Linked DNA regions of Mus musculus: region 2 is linked to region 1. The links are chromatin contacts, called in public Hi-C maps. All regions are on one chromosome and are shown on one strand. The core of a region is the stretch at or near the end of the contact, and the rest is flanking DNA. Distances in the headings are between cores, read along the strand shown.

What was found. Hi-C and Micro-C count contacts between places; a contact is called where the count stands out from the background.
Region 2: a Hi-C map of cerebral cortex shows a contact between it and region 1, with 2.6 times the contacts expected there. The contact joins two enhancer-like sites. A contact is called at or near these places in 4 of 484 Hi-C or Micro-C datasets (cerebral cortex, cortical neurons and pancreatic cancer cells) and 1 of 115 datasets of contacts at active chromatin or transcription factors (neural progenitor cells).

What each region holds. Positions count from the first base shown.
Region 1 is chr15:94,772,739-94,778,284 of GRCm38.p6, forward strand. All of the region lies in intron 3 of Tmem117 (transmembrane protein 117), which reads left to right. Among named protein-coding and RNA genes, the nearest start is that of Gm25546, 94 kb to the left of the region's middle. Within about 2 kb of position 3,788, at least 11 of the 459 cell types and tissues checked have an H3K27ac peak or open chromatin away from gene starts, as enhancers often do. A contact at or near this core is called in cerebral cortex and cortical neurons, where this site is marked.
Region 2 is chr15:95,483,627-95,490,004 of GRCm38.p6, forward strand. The region is part of intron 2 of Nell2 (NEL-like 2); the gene reads right to left. Among named protein-coding and RNA genes, the nearest start is that of Gm31370, 13 kb to the left of the region's middle. Within about 2 kb of position 4,580, at least 22 of the 459 cell types and tissues checked have an H3K27ac peak or open chromatin away from gene starts, as enhancers often do. A contact at or near this core is called in cerebral cortex and cortical neurons, where this site is marked.

The DNA of each region.
Region 1 (5,546 bases), core at 2,538-5,037:
ACCAGAGTCTTCCGTTCTCAAATATGCCGCATGTAAAACCCGGACATGGGTGGTATCCAGGAGATCCCTACATGGCAGGAATGCAGCCCTGTTTACTGGAAGGAAGTGATTTCTGCCGTCTGGAGGGTCCGTTCTGTTGGCTGGAGAGGCAGGGAGGTGAAATAGAGGTGCCAAGAGGTGTTGCTCATTCTTGGCTGCCATCAGTAAGAACAGAGGTTAGGGTCCAGATCTTTTATTACCTGCCCCGGGCTTCTCTTTACCACACATTTCTTCATTTCTTCTTCCTCCTCCTCTTTCTTCAAGATACCAAACATTTCATTTCCTCCCCTCAGAGCTCAGGGAACAGGGAGGTTGAGGAGGCAGAAAGATTGTAAGATCCAGAGGGGATAGGATGAAGGATGCCAGGAGAATAAGGCCCTCTGAATCACTGAAACAAGGCCCATACAAGCTCACAGAGACCAAAGCAGCACGTATTGGGCCTACAAGGGTCTGCACTATGTCCTCTATGTATAAATTGTAGTGCTCATCTTGGTATTCCTATGGGACTCTGAGCATGAGAAGGAGTGAATGTCTCTGACTCTTGTGCCTACTCTTGGGACTCTTTTCTCCCTGTTGGGTTGCTGTGTCTACCTTCATGATAGTTTTGCTTCGTCTGACTATTATTTTTTATTCAGCCATGTAGGTTGTTATCTCTTAGGAGCCTGTTCTTTCCTAACAAGAGACAGAAAAGGAGTGGATACAGAGGGGAGGGGCCCTGGGCAGGAACTGGGACAAGTAAAGGAAGGGAAAGTGTAATCAGGATATATTGTTTGAGAGAAGAACCCATTCTCAATAAGGGAAGAGCATTCAGAGTAGCTTATGATCAGTATAGTCGGGACCTGAAGTCACATTTGGTGTTTTTATTTCATAAATATTATTTGTTTTATTTCGGATTTTTTTTAAAAGATTGCAGTTTCACCAATCATTAGCAATAGTCATATAACATAAGCTATGCAAGGGATGTCATCCATGCCACATAGAAAGCTCCCTTAGTTGTCAGCGGATGGGATTCTGGCTCTTGGGAGCTCTAGATACACTTCAATAAAGCTTCCATGAACATAGTGTTTCGTCCCCTGAAATGTCTCTGTTGTTTCCCTTACTCAAGCCGCACCATGGGAGAAAGCTTCTCCCGTCCAAACGCAGCTCCAGACACACAACATGCTAGTTAGGGTCTGTGAAAACAATCAACACGCATCCTTCCTCCTAGGACCACACAGAACAAGGCAATGGTTTTAGCGAGTAATGGCAAATCCTTAGAAATTTCCAGTAATTTAAAAATAAATAAAAAAAAAAAACAGAACAAACAGATTAAAGAAGCCGGGGGTGGTGTGTCAAATGCAGTGATAGGACCTATGTCGTCTTTGATTGAAGAAAGAACTTGGTGCATTGAATGTGACTGGGCTCTGTCAGCAGCGTCGTTCAGATATCCTTGCCACGAGTCATCCGTCCGTAGCTGTTTTATGTCTTCTATATTATTTGCAGCCCAATCTTATCTGAATCAAGATTCTAGCTTCGCTCAGAGGTGGTAAGCCTCATAGTATCCCTCTGTATGTTTTCCTCTCATGCTCAGAGGCCAGCTACGAGTTAGAAAGTGGAAGCTTAGCGCATGCGTTAGAACACAGAAGCCATTTCCAGGCTAAGACTCTTGCCCCTGGATTACCGTTGGCTGGATCTGGCACTACCAGCCCGGAATTATTCACTTCCACCAATAAACTGACAGAGCCTAACATTTTAAGCAAATGAGCAAATATGTTTAACCCCTTGGGTATATATTAAGGCTGGGGGAGATCATTTGAATTTAAGCCGAGAGCGTATTAACAAAAAACTTCAGCTATTCTCTGACAATTCTTGGGTTGCTAATAGTCAGGGTATTCATGGGTAATTTTGAGAATCAACAGTCTGCTAAAATTAACTAGCAGTAGGGATTCGGCTACAATCTCTGCTCCACTCAGGGAAAATGCTCCAGACAGAACGGAAGCTATAATATGAAGAAGAAATGACAAAAGCTGGGGTTGATCTTCAGACTGTTCCAGTGTATTCAGCAAGTAACTCAGGGTGCTTAGTGCTAGCCGAGTAAGAGGGGAATAACCATACAGAGGATAGGCACTCAGCCCTGTCTGCCGAGCTCTGATATCAGGGTGCAGATTGTCAGTCCGCTGGTTGAGATTCCAAACAAGTGGAGGACTCTGTATTTTTCTGTTTTATTTTTTTTTAATTTTACAGATCAAGTGATGTGTACTTTAAATGATTAATTTGTTTCTTTTTGTGTGTATGAGTGTTTTGCCTGAATGTTACATGTGAATAATACATACATGCCTGGTACCCTCGGAGGTCAGGAGGAGGCCTTCATCGGAGTGCTGGAACTGGAGCTATGGGTGGCTGCGAGCTATGATGTGGGCGCTGGGAACAAATATTTTGGAAGAACAGTCAGTGCTCTTGGGCACTGAGTATCTCCTTATCCTGACACACGCTGTTCATTTTTTCTTATATAATTTTTATTGATTCTTTGTGAATTTTACATCATTCACCCTTCCATATCTACTCTCCACACTTATAACCTCCCAGAACAAGAAAAAAAAAAAGTCACTGTGGAAGCCATGGTAGGTCAGTTTATCATACACTACACCTTTTTTTCTAAACAACTTTATTTGCAAGTGTTCACTGCAATGGGTCAGTGGTCTGGTTTGAGGCCTCTGGCTTCTGCTACGCTATTAACACTGGATCCTCACTGAGATTTTTCTGGGATATCCTGTTGTTGCCCTGTGTCATGAAGATCCTGCAGCTCATAAATGGGGTAGATATTGAGGTGGACCAGTCCAGAGCAGGGGATCTGGGTCTGGGTGGTAGCTGAGTGTTCAGTTTTGACAAGTGTTGGTGTGCTGTGGTGGCCTTGGTATTAGCATAACCTGGCTGCATCCTGTTCTCCTCTTCAAAGCAGCTATGGATGGCTAGTACCAAACTCAAGCTCTCACATACACAAATTGCTTTGAGTCTATCCCAAGTAAGCCTATGGCTTGCTGTTTAAAGACTGCTTACATGGCTTGCATATTGCAACAAGTCCCCATTTGTCAGGAAAACACTAGCTATAAGTGACAAGAAGACCTTCTGTCCTTTGATCTCTGTGGCCCCACAGCTTTGCATGTTGCTCCCTAATGCCTTTACCTAGTCAGGTAACCCCCACTGATTCCTCCCTTCTCAACTACAAGTCCTTCTTAGTCCTCTTCTGAGGGACGGACCCCTGCCTCAGTAGGTCTCTGGACAACAATTTCCTTCTCTTGCTATACAGACACTAAAAGGACTTTGGCAAAGTTCAGGAAGATCCAGTAATGAAATGCTGAGATAGTTTTTGAGTTTGGACAGGTTTGGGGCAAAAAAAAAAAAAATTGCTGGCGACCTCTTGAGACATCTCATTTTTTATTCTACCGAACTTGTATTAAAGAACTTTATTCCTTGAGAAAAGGAAACTTCTCCAGAGAAGACTTCTGAGGTTTAAATATAACAGATGGCATTTCAGATCCTCTGTCGGTTGCCTATGTGTGAGAACTCCTAATTTAGGTTCATTACACAGCTACAATTTGTGACAGTTTGTGGCATTCTGCTCTAGGGAGAAGACAGGCTCCTCCCCCTCCTCCACCCCTCCCCCTCCTCCACCCCTCCCCTCCTCCACCTCTCCCCTCTTCCACCCCTTCCCTCCTCCACCCTTCCGTGGAAGCATCTGCAGGAAATTTCACATGACCCAGGTCACCATCCTTCCCCATCAGAGATGGCTCTGTGTGGCTAGTCTTTGATAGTCGATACAAATTAGCACGGGTCAGTGATCTTTTTTCATCCCGTGCACGGCTCATCATGCTGACAGCTTTGTGGTTGTTGCAGATGACCCTGATATTATATGGGTTATCACTAACCGGGTCTGTGAGAAGCTTAATTTTGCAGTCTTGGCATGTTCTTTGCTGGTGTTATGTTTCAGCAGGGTATCCGTTGTGGTGTCTGAAGCCCGCGTATGGAAACAAAGTAACCACATTCACTGTTTCTAGGCTACGCTTTCTGTTCCCCTGTCCCGTGGCCATTTATTCTCTGCCTTCCACAGGAACTTGAACTGTGTAGCTTGAGAGTGCACAGGCATGAACACCACAGTACCATACCATGTGTTTCTCCTTCCTAGTGGGTGATCCGTTGGTTGCTACATCATAGCCTCAGAAGATGGTCCTATACATCTGCGATTTCCACTGAAACCTTCCCACCAACTTCCAGGATTTTTATTTAACTGCCATGCTAAAATTTTTATAGCGTCACAAATCACACATGCACGTTACTCATTTTACTGGCTTCCTGAATAGTTTCTGTGTTATAGCCAGGAAAATATGTACTGGGTCTACCTGGAACTTTACAGGACACCCCATATGCCACATTTCTGACTGGCAGTTACATAGTCAAGCATTCTCTTAACACTTGATTTGATCTAATTGAAAACATATAGGAGGGAGTTTTAAAAGCAGAAAGTACAAAAGAACCAGTAGCCATAGTTAGTATTAATTAATTAATTTATAAATTAATTAACTTATTTATGTGATCCACTGTAGCTGTCTTCAGACACCCCAGAAGAGGGCATCAGATCCCATTACAGATGGTTGTGAGCCACCATGTAGTTGCTGGGAATTGAACCCAGGACCTCTGGAAGAGCAGTCAGTGCTCTTAACCACTGAGCCATCTCTCCAGCCCAGTAATTTTTAATGCATTTATATGGTCATTTCTCTTTGTACATATGTATCGTCTTTATGTGTATAGCCTTCATTCCTCCATGTATTATTTTTTTTTTAAGTGTAATTGTTCATAAACAAGAGCCAAGGCCCAATATAGATGTAATCTTAATTTATAGTTTACCCCAAAGTTTTAACAACTTCCATGGCCATCATTTTTACTGCCTTCAAGTTGAAATGCCACCAAGGGTTACACGATGTATTTGGTCATCACAGTTCTTCAGTCTTTGGGGACATTGAGTGACTCTTTGGATTTTTATAACATTGACAAAAGAGATATAGGTCAGTAGATAATATTATCAAAGTTCCTCCATTTTGGTGTATCTGCTAATTTCTCATGGCTGGATTCTGATGTCGCATTTTGTTGGGACCTTGCAGGAGAGAGCCTTCCTCTTTACTGCATCGTGTGAGGAGACATCACTGACATTTGTTGGTAGCTAAATAGTGGTCAAGGATGATGTTCTAAGTCTGCAGTCAGTTGACCTGTCAGCGGGACACATAAGCAGCACAAATGAGCATGTTCAAATGCAAAGATGCAGGCGTGTGCGTCGTTCCCTCCAGCATTAGGACCAAAACAAATGCCCCACACTCTGAGAGCTTTTATATTCAAAGCGAATGCTTGTCATCTGTTGACAATCTAGCTATGTATATGTTGGGTTTTTTTGTTTTGTTTTTTTTTTGTTTTTTTGTTTTGTTTTTGTTTTTTCAAGACAGGGTTTCTCTGTATAGCCCTGGCTGTCCTGGAGCTCA
Region 2 (6,378 bases), core at 3,330-5,829, 710 kb after region 1:
TACAAATCTATGTGATCATTCTTAAGTTATGGGATGTTAAAAGAATTAAGTGTTCCTCCACTCCTCCATTGTTGGTGGGATTGCAAGCTTGTACAACCACTCTGGAAATCAGTCTGGCGGTTCCTCAGAAATTTGGACATAGTAATACCAGAGGATCCCGCAATACCTCTCCTGGGCATATATCCAGAAGATGTCTCAACCGGTAAGAAGGACACATGCTCCACTATGTTCATAAGCAGCCTTATTTATAATAGCCAGAAGCTGGAAAGAACCCAGATGTCCCTCAACAGAGGAATGGATACAGAAAATGTGGTACATTTACACAATGGAGTACTACTCAGCTACTAAAAAGAATGAATTTATGAAATTCCTAGGCAAATGGATGGACCTGGAGGGCATCATCCTGAGTGAGGTAACCCAATCACAAAGGAACTCACACAATATGTACTCACTGATAAGTGGATATTAGCCCAGAAACTTAGGATACCCAAGATATAAGATACAATTTGCTAAATGCATTAAACTCAAGAAGAATGAAGACCAAAGTGTGGACACTTTGCCCCTTATTAGAATTGGGAACAAAACACTCATGGAAGGAGTTACAGAGACAATGTTTGGAGCTGTGACGAAAGGATGGACCATCTAGAGACTGCCATATCCAGGGATCCATCCCATAATCAGCTTCCAAACGCTGACACCACTGCACACACTAGCAAGATTTTGCTGAAAGGACCCAGATAGAGCTCTCTCTTGTGAGACTATGCCAGGGCCTAGCAAACACAGAAGTGGATGCTCACAGTCAGCTATTGAATGGATCACAGGGCCCCCAATGGAGAAACTAGAGAAAGTACCCAAGGAGCTAAAGGGATCTGCAACCCTATAGGTGGAACAACATTTTGAACTAACCAGTACCCCTGAGCTCTTGACTCTAGCTGCATATGTATCAAAAGATGGCCTAATCGGCCATCACTGGAAAGAGAGACCCATTGGACTTGCAAACTTTATATGCCCCAGTACAGGGGAATGCCAGGGCCAAAAAGTGGGAATGGGTGGGTAGGGGCATGGGGAGGGGTATGGGGGACTTTTGGGATAGCATTGTGTCTTAGTCAGGGTTTCTATTCCTGCACAAACGTCATGACCAAGAAGCAAGTTGGGGAGGAAAGGGTTTATTCGGCTTACACTTCCATACTGCTGTTCATCACCAAGGAAGTCAGGACTGGAACTCAAGCAGGTCAGGAAGCAGGAGCTGATGCAGAGGCCATGGAGGGATGTTCTTTACTGGCTTGCCTCCCCTGGCTTGCTCAGCCTGCTCTCTTATAGAACCCAAGACAACCAGCCCAGAGATGGTCACACCCACAAGGGGCCTTTCCCCCTTGATCACTAATTGAGAAAATGCCTTAGAGTTGGATCTCATGGAGGCATTTCCTCAACTGAAGCTCCTTTCTCTGTGATAACCCCAGCTGTGTCAAGTTGACAGAAAACTAGCCAGTACACATTGGAAATGTAAATGAGGAAAATACCTAATAAAAATATGAAAAAAGAAAAGAATTAAGTGTTCCTCAAGGGACTTTGATTCCCCAAAACACTTTGGAGCCTGGAATACTGTATTCCAAGTCTCAGATGCAGGCTACTGTGATACCCTAAACCCTTTGGAGACTGGAAGCTTGTATTCCACATTCCAGATGCTGGTTACTGGGGCTGCAAGATCCGTTGTTTTCCCTGCTGGAGTTTGGTTTTGCATTGGAAGGCCCGTTTGTCATAATCTTTGAACACTAACCATACCGGGTGTGGGAGCTACGTGACTTCTAGGAGCTTACGACTGAGATAGTTTAAACTTTTAAAGACTGTCAATTTCAGTGTCAGATTCTGCTGTACATTATGAAATAAAGTGAGACTTTAGGGACAAGGGGTGGAAAGTTATGATTTTCGAGTGATGTTTTCATTGATAATAGTTAATGATGGACAAAGTATTACTGTTAGCTTTGTCAACTTGGCGTGACCTAGAGTCAGTCGCCTGGGAAGAAAGCTCAATGAGTGAGTGACTGTCTGCATTGGGCTGGCTTGTAGGCATGGCTGGGGCACTAATAAAAATCCAAACTGGTGAGAAAAGGGCTTACTTCCCTTACACATATAGATCACGGTCCACAGTTGAGGCACACAAGCAGGCGCTGAGGCTGGAACCACTGAGGAAGCCTGCTTAGTGGCTAGAGAGCCTAAATAAACAACAGACCTTGGTCTTCTGAAAGATAAGCAGGTTTCTAGAAGAGAGCAAGTATAATCCCCCCCAAATGGTCAGTGGGATTGGAATAGTATCTTAGAGACACTGCAGGAGGAACAGAAAAGCCCTGCTGCCGGGGCAGTGAGCGCTGCCACGCAAAGTTGGTAAACAGCAAGTGGGGCCGCACAGCCACAGAAGCAACTTCCACATGAGGGCCAAACTGAAGCCTGCCTGGGAGCCGAAAGATTGGTGACATAGACAATGACAGCCAATTGGGAACAGCCACTTAGAGGACAGCTTGCTAGGGCTCAATGGGATGCGGGTAGAGGGTGTAAAGGGCGCTCTCTGTGATTGAATAAACGAGCTTGCGGCCACATTCTCACTGCTTTTGGAGTCTGGGCCATTGATTCTGCACCTTCTCACCCGCTGCCCCCAAGGGGGACACGGGGACTCAGGCGACAGAGACACTAGAAGAGGACCAGAAGAGGAAATGACTCCTAACCGAATGACCAGACTCACCTTCTGGGACCCAGAGTGCTGAGCCCTGTCCTCTCAGTTGCTTTGCCAGTGAAGGGACAGTTGTGAGCTGACCTGCTCAGAACATTCAGAATATTTAGCAAATCCACGCCACTGCTTCCCTGTCCTTCTCTCTTTGTGCTACGATTTGAGTTTTAAAACTTGGGCAAAAATCTCGAGGTTCTACACAGTAGTATATTTAGAAAATATCTTCGTTACATTTTATGCTCTTTAAACAGAGAAAGGAGGACAGGGCATTGCAATGATCCCTGCAATAATTCTGCAGTTGGCATTTAGCTTCTGCTACGCTGTGTTCTTGGTGCTTTCTTCCTTCTGTGTGGGCCAAAGGTACACAGGTTACTGTATTTTGTCACTAGTATTCAGTGTAGCCCTGTGTTCTGATGTATATTTCTATTTCATGTGTGGTTACTTTATATGCCAGTTTTACATCCTCGGAGAGACTGGTTTTAATCTTCTTGAGGGTAAGAACTATATACTCCACCTCTCTCCCTCCAGGATAAATACCAGTGCTTATAACCCAGGACAGAAGAAAAGATCCAATAGATACTTGTTGAATGGATTTAAATTAATATTTCTTTCCAAGGTTTAGCTGATAAAACAGCATGCCTATCTTCAGTACATAAGAATAAGTCACCCCCTCTCTCCTAACTCATCACTGAAGCAAGGCTAGCAGCTGCGGACACAGCACACAGCTCCAGGCAATACCTGTAATCTCACAGGCAAACATAATTTGTCCTGCACAAAGGTTTATGGAGAAGTCCTGGGAGGCATAACCCATACTAATTGCCAGGCTCACCTATCTCATTAGTCCAGGCCAGGAAAGTTGTTAGGATTTAAAATTCTTTTGAAACGTTAATATCTGAGCAGAGTTTTAAATATGCTGCTTTCTGCCATCCTGGATTTTCAGATCTGAGCCCCGGACCAAGTCGTAAACTTCTTCCTCTTTGGTTCATGTTCTGCTTAGGCACAGTCACTTCCCTGTCAGTGTTTGGAAGACTAAGAGGGCAGTACTACTCTCTGCTAATTACACAGATACTATGACTGATAGGGTAGCTATCAATCCGCATAGTAACACCCAGTGATTGATTCACCTCTTCCCTTACTCCCACGCCACCCCTCTGTTATCTATGTGGTCTCTCATTCACTCTGGAGACTAGACACAGACTATTCTTGTTTTCATTCTGACAGAATATGTACACTGAGGGTCTATTCACATACTTTCTTGTAAACCCAACTTATGCTATGGTTACCCTACAATTTTTAAATGCAGCCGAATTTGAAGACATTATTAGTAGATCTGTTTTTAGAACCTTGGTGTGCATTCTTACTTACTACAACGTTAGTTTCAGGCCCTCAGAAGATCCAGTCTGCTAGACCATGCTGCAGTGAATCTGAATCCATAATATTCTAGTTTAATGAGTCTAGTAGTCTGAACTCTGAAGTGCTTGGCACCTTGGCGGGCCAGAAAGACATACAGAAGCCAGGAGAGGGTACACGATGGAGCTGCCGAATAGATTCTGAAGGAGCAGTTTCAAATCGAACAATCTGCGAGATGAGGGCGAATTTGGGCTTAGAGCAGTTGGGAAACCCAGGCAGAAGCAGTGTATGTGAAGCTTGGAGATACAAAGAAAGATGGAGGCATGTTCACGGACCTACAGCACTTCAGATTGCTTGAGCATATGTGATGTGGGAGGGAGGGGTGGGGGGAGTGGAAGGAGTCTAGACAGGTGGTTAGGACTAGAACACGGTTCTGAGAGCAGCCTTGCCAGAGACACTGTGTAGCATGGGGAGCTGCGGGGCTAAGAAGAAGAAATTAAAGCAGGAACGCAGTCACATGCACTGGGCAAACAGAGTAGAACATAAGGAGCAGCTCTGACTCAGTTGGCATGTGGCACTGCGGGGCTTTTCTTAGGAAACCAGACAGCAGTAACAGAGAATGACAATCAGTTCTGAGACTAGGGAGCACATCCTGTGTTCCCTGTCCTGGTCAGAGAGGCTCAGGGACTGGAAGAAGATGGCATAGGAAGCCACACAAGGCCTTGACCTGCTGGCACAGTCCACCAAAAAAACCGCTTAGCCTTTAGGGGAACACATAGTAGACCTGCCCACTTAAGACAGGACACCTCCCCTCTACAAAGCACCCTTGGGAAGGGAACCACTTCTGCCCCAGGTTGCATTCAGCCTGACATCCTCCCAATAGATTTACAGGAATAGAGGGAGAGTGTAGAAGACTCGGAAGTCCCGGAACAGATGAGGAAAAACCAGGGTATCCATGGTGCACAACACAAGAACAAAATCTGGGGCAAAGGTGGCACTCCAAGCTGGGTACTACCACAGATATGCAGGAGACCTCCCTAAGTGCAAAGCATGCTTGGAGACACCGGTGGTGGTTGTATATGTCTGAGGGTGAGAGCCTTTGGGTGCTGAGGCTGAGACGCGTGTGTCGGGAAGCAGGGGCTGATACTGTTCTGCACTGACAATCTGACTGCACTCTGCCAGGTGTGGAATAAGCATTTTCAAAAGGAATGAGAGGTAAGGAAGACAGAACACGATGAGAGAGGCAGAATGTGGAATGCAGGAGAGCTGATAGTGGTCAAGTATCCAGCGGGGGTATCCAGCTTACGCCCGCTGGATACTTGACATCTAGGATTATGTCAGACATACCGTAAGGATTCCACATATAGTTGCTGAATGAATACCAAAGGTTACCATTAACTGAAGGCTTACCATGGGAAGGGTTTTCTAGTTCTGTCTATGGCAGCTGAGTAACAATTGTTAACATCTTGTTTTCTGGAGACATGTAAGGATCTGACCCTATGTCAGAAGTCCTCAACCTCAGGTCTGCTGACATCTCAGACCAGGTAGTTCTTTAGTGTGGGAGGCTCTGCTTCCTGCTGTGCATGCTTTCAGCTTCTTAACCACAGAGAGCATGACATCCCTAATGATGAAAATCTCAGATGTCTCCAGGAACTGCCAAATGTTCCCTGGGGTGCAGTTTCTGCATTTTGAGAAGCATTGCCTGAGCTTGCCAGATCACGAGCCTTGACGGTCCGCTCCAGACTCTGAACTTAGTCTTCACATTACAGCTACCAGATGAGCACATGACAGACAGGATTTCCTACAGGCTGACTGGGAGCTAGGTAGCATGCTGAGAACCTATGGCATCATCTCGCCTAGGTGTCAGTGCAGCTGAGTGTGGAGATGGCTGCCTCTGAAATCAAAGTCTGCAGAACAATAATTTAAATGTCCTTTTATTAAAACAAAATAAAGTGAAAGTCAGTTCAAGTGTAGTGAGAATTTTGGTTCCCTTAAAAAAACATTTAATGTTATCTGCACGTCTTAGTTAGGGTTTTACTGCTGTGAGCAGACACCATGACCAAGAAATTCTTATAAGGACAACATTTCATTGGGGCTGGCTCTCAGGTTCAGAGGTTCAGTCCACTATCATCAAGGCAGAAGCATGGCAGCTTCTAGGCAGGTATGGTGCAGGAGAGATGAGAGTTCTACATCTTCATCTGATCTGAAGGCTGTTAGAAGACTGACTTCCAGGCAGCTAGGACAAGGCTTTTTTAAGGCTCTTTAGCCCACACCCACAGTGACACACCCATGCCAACAAGGCCACA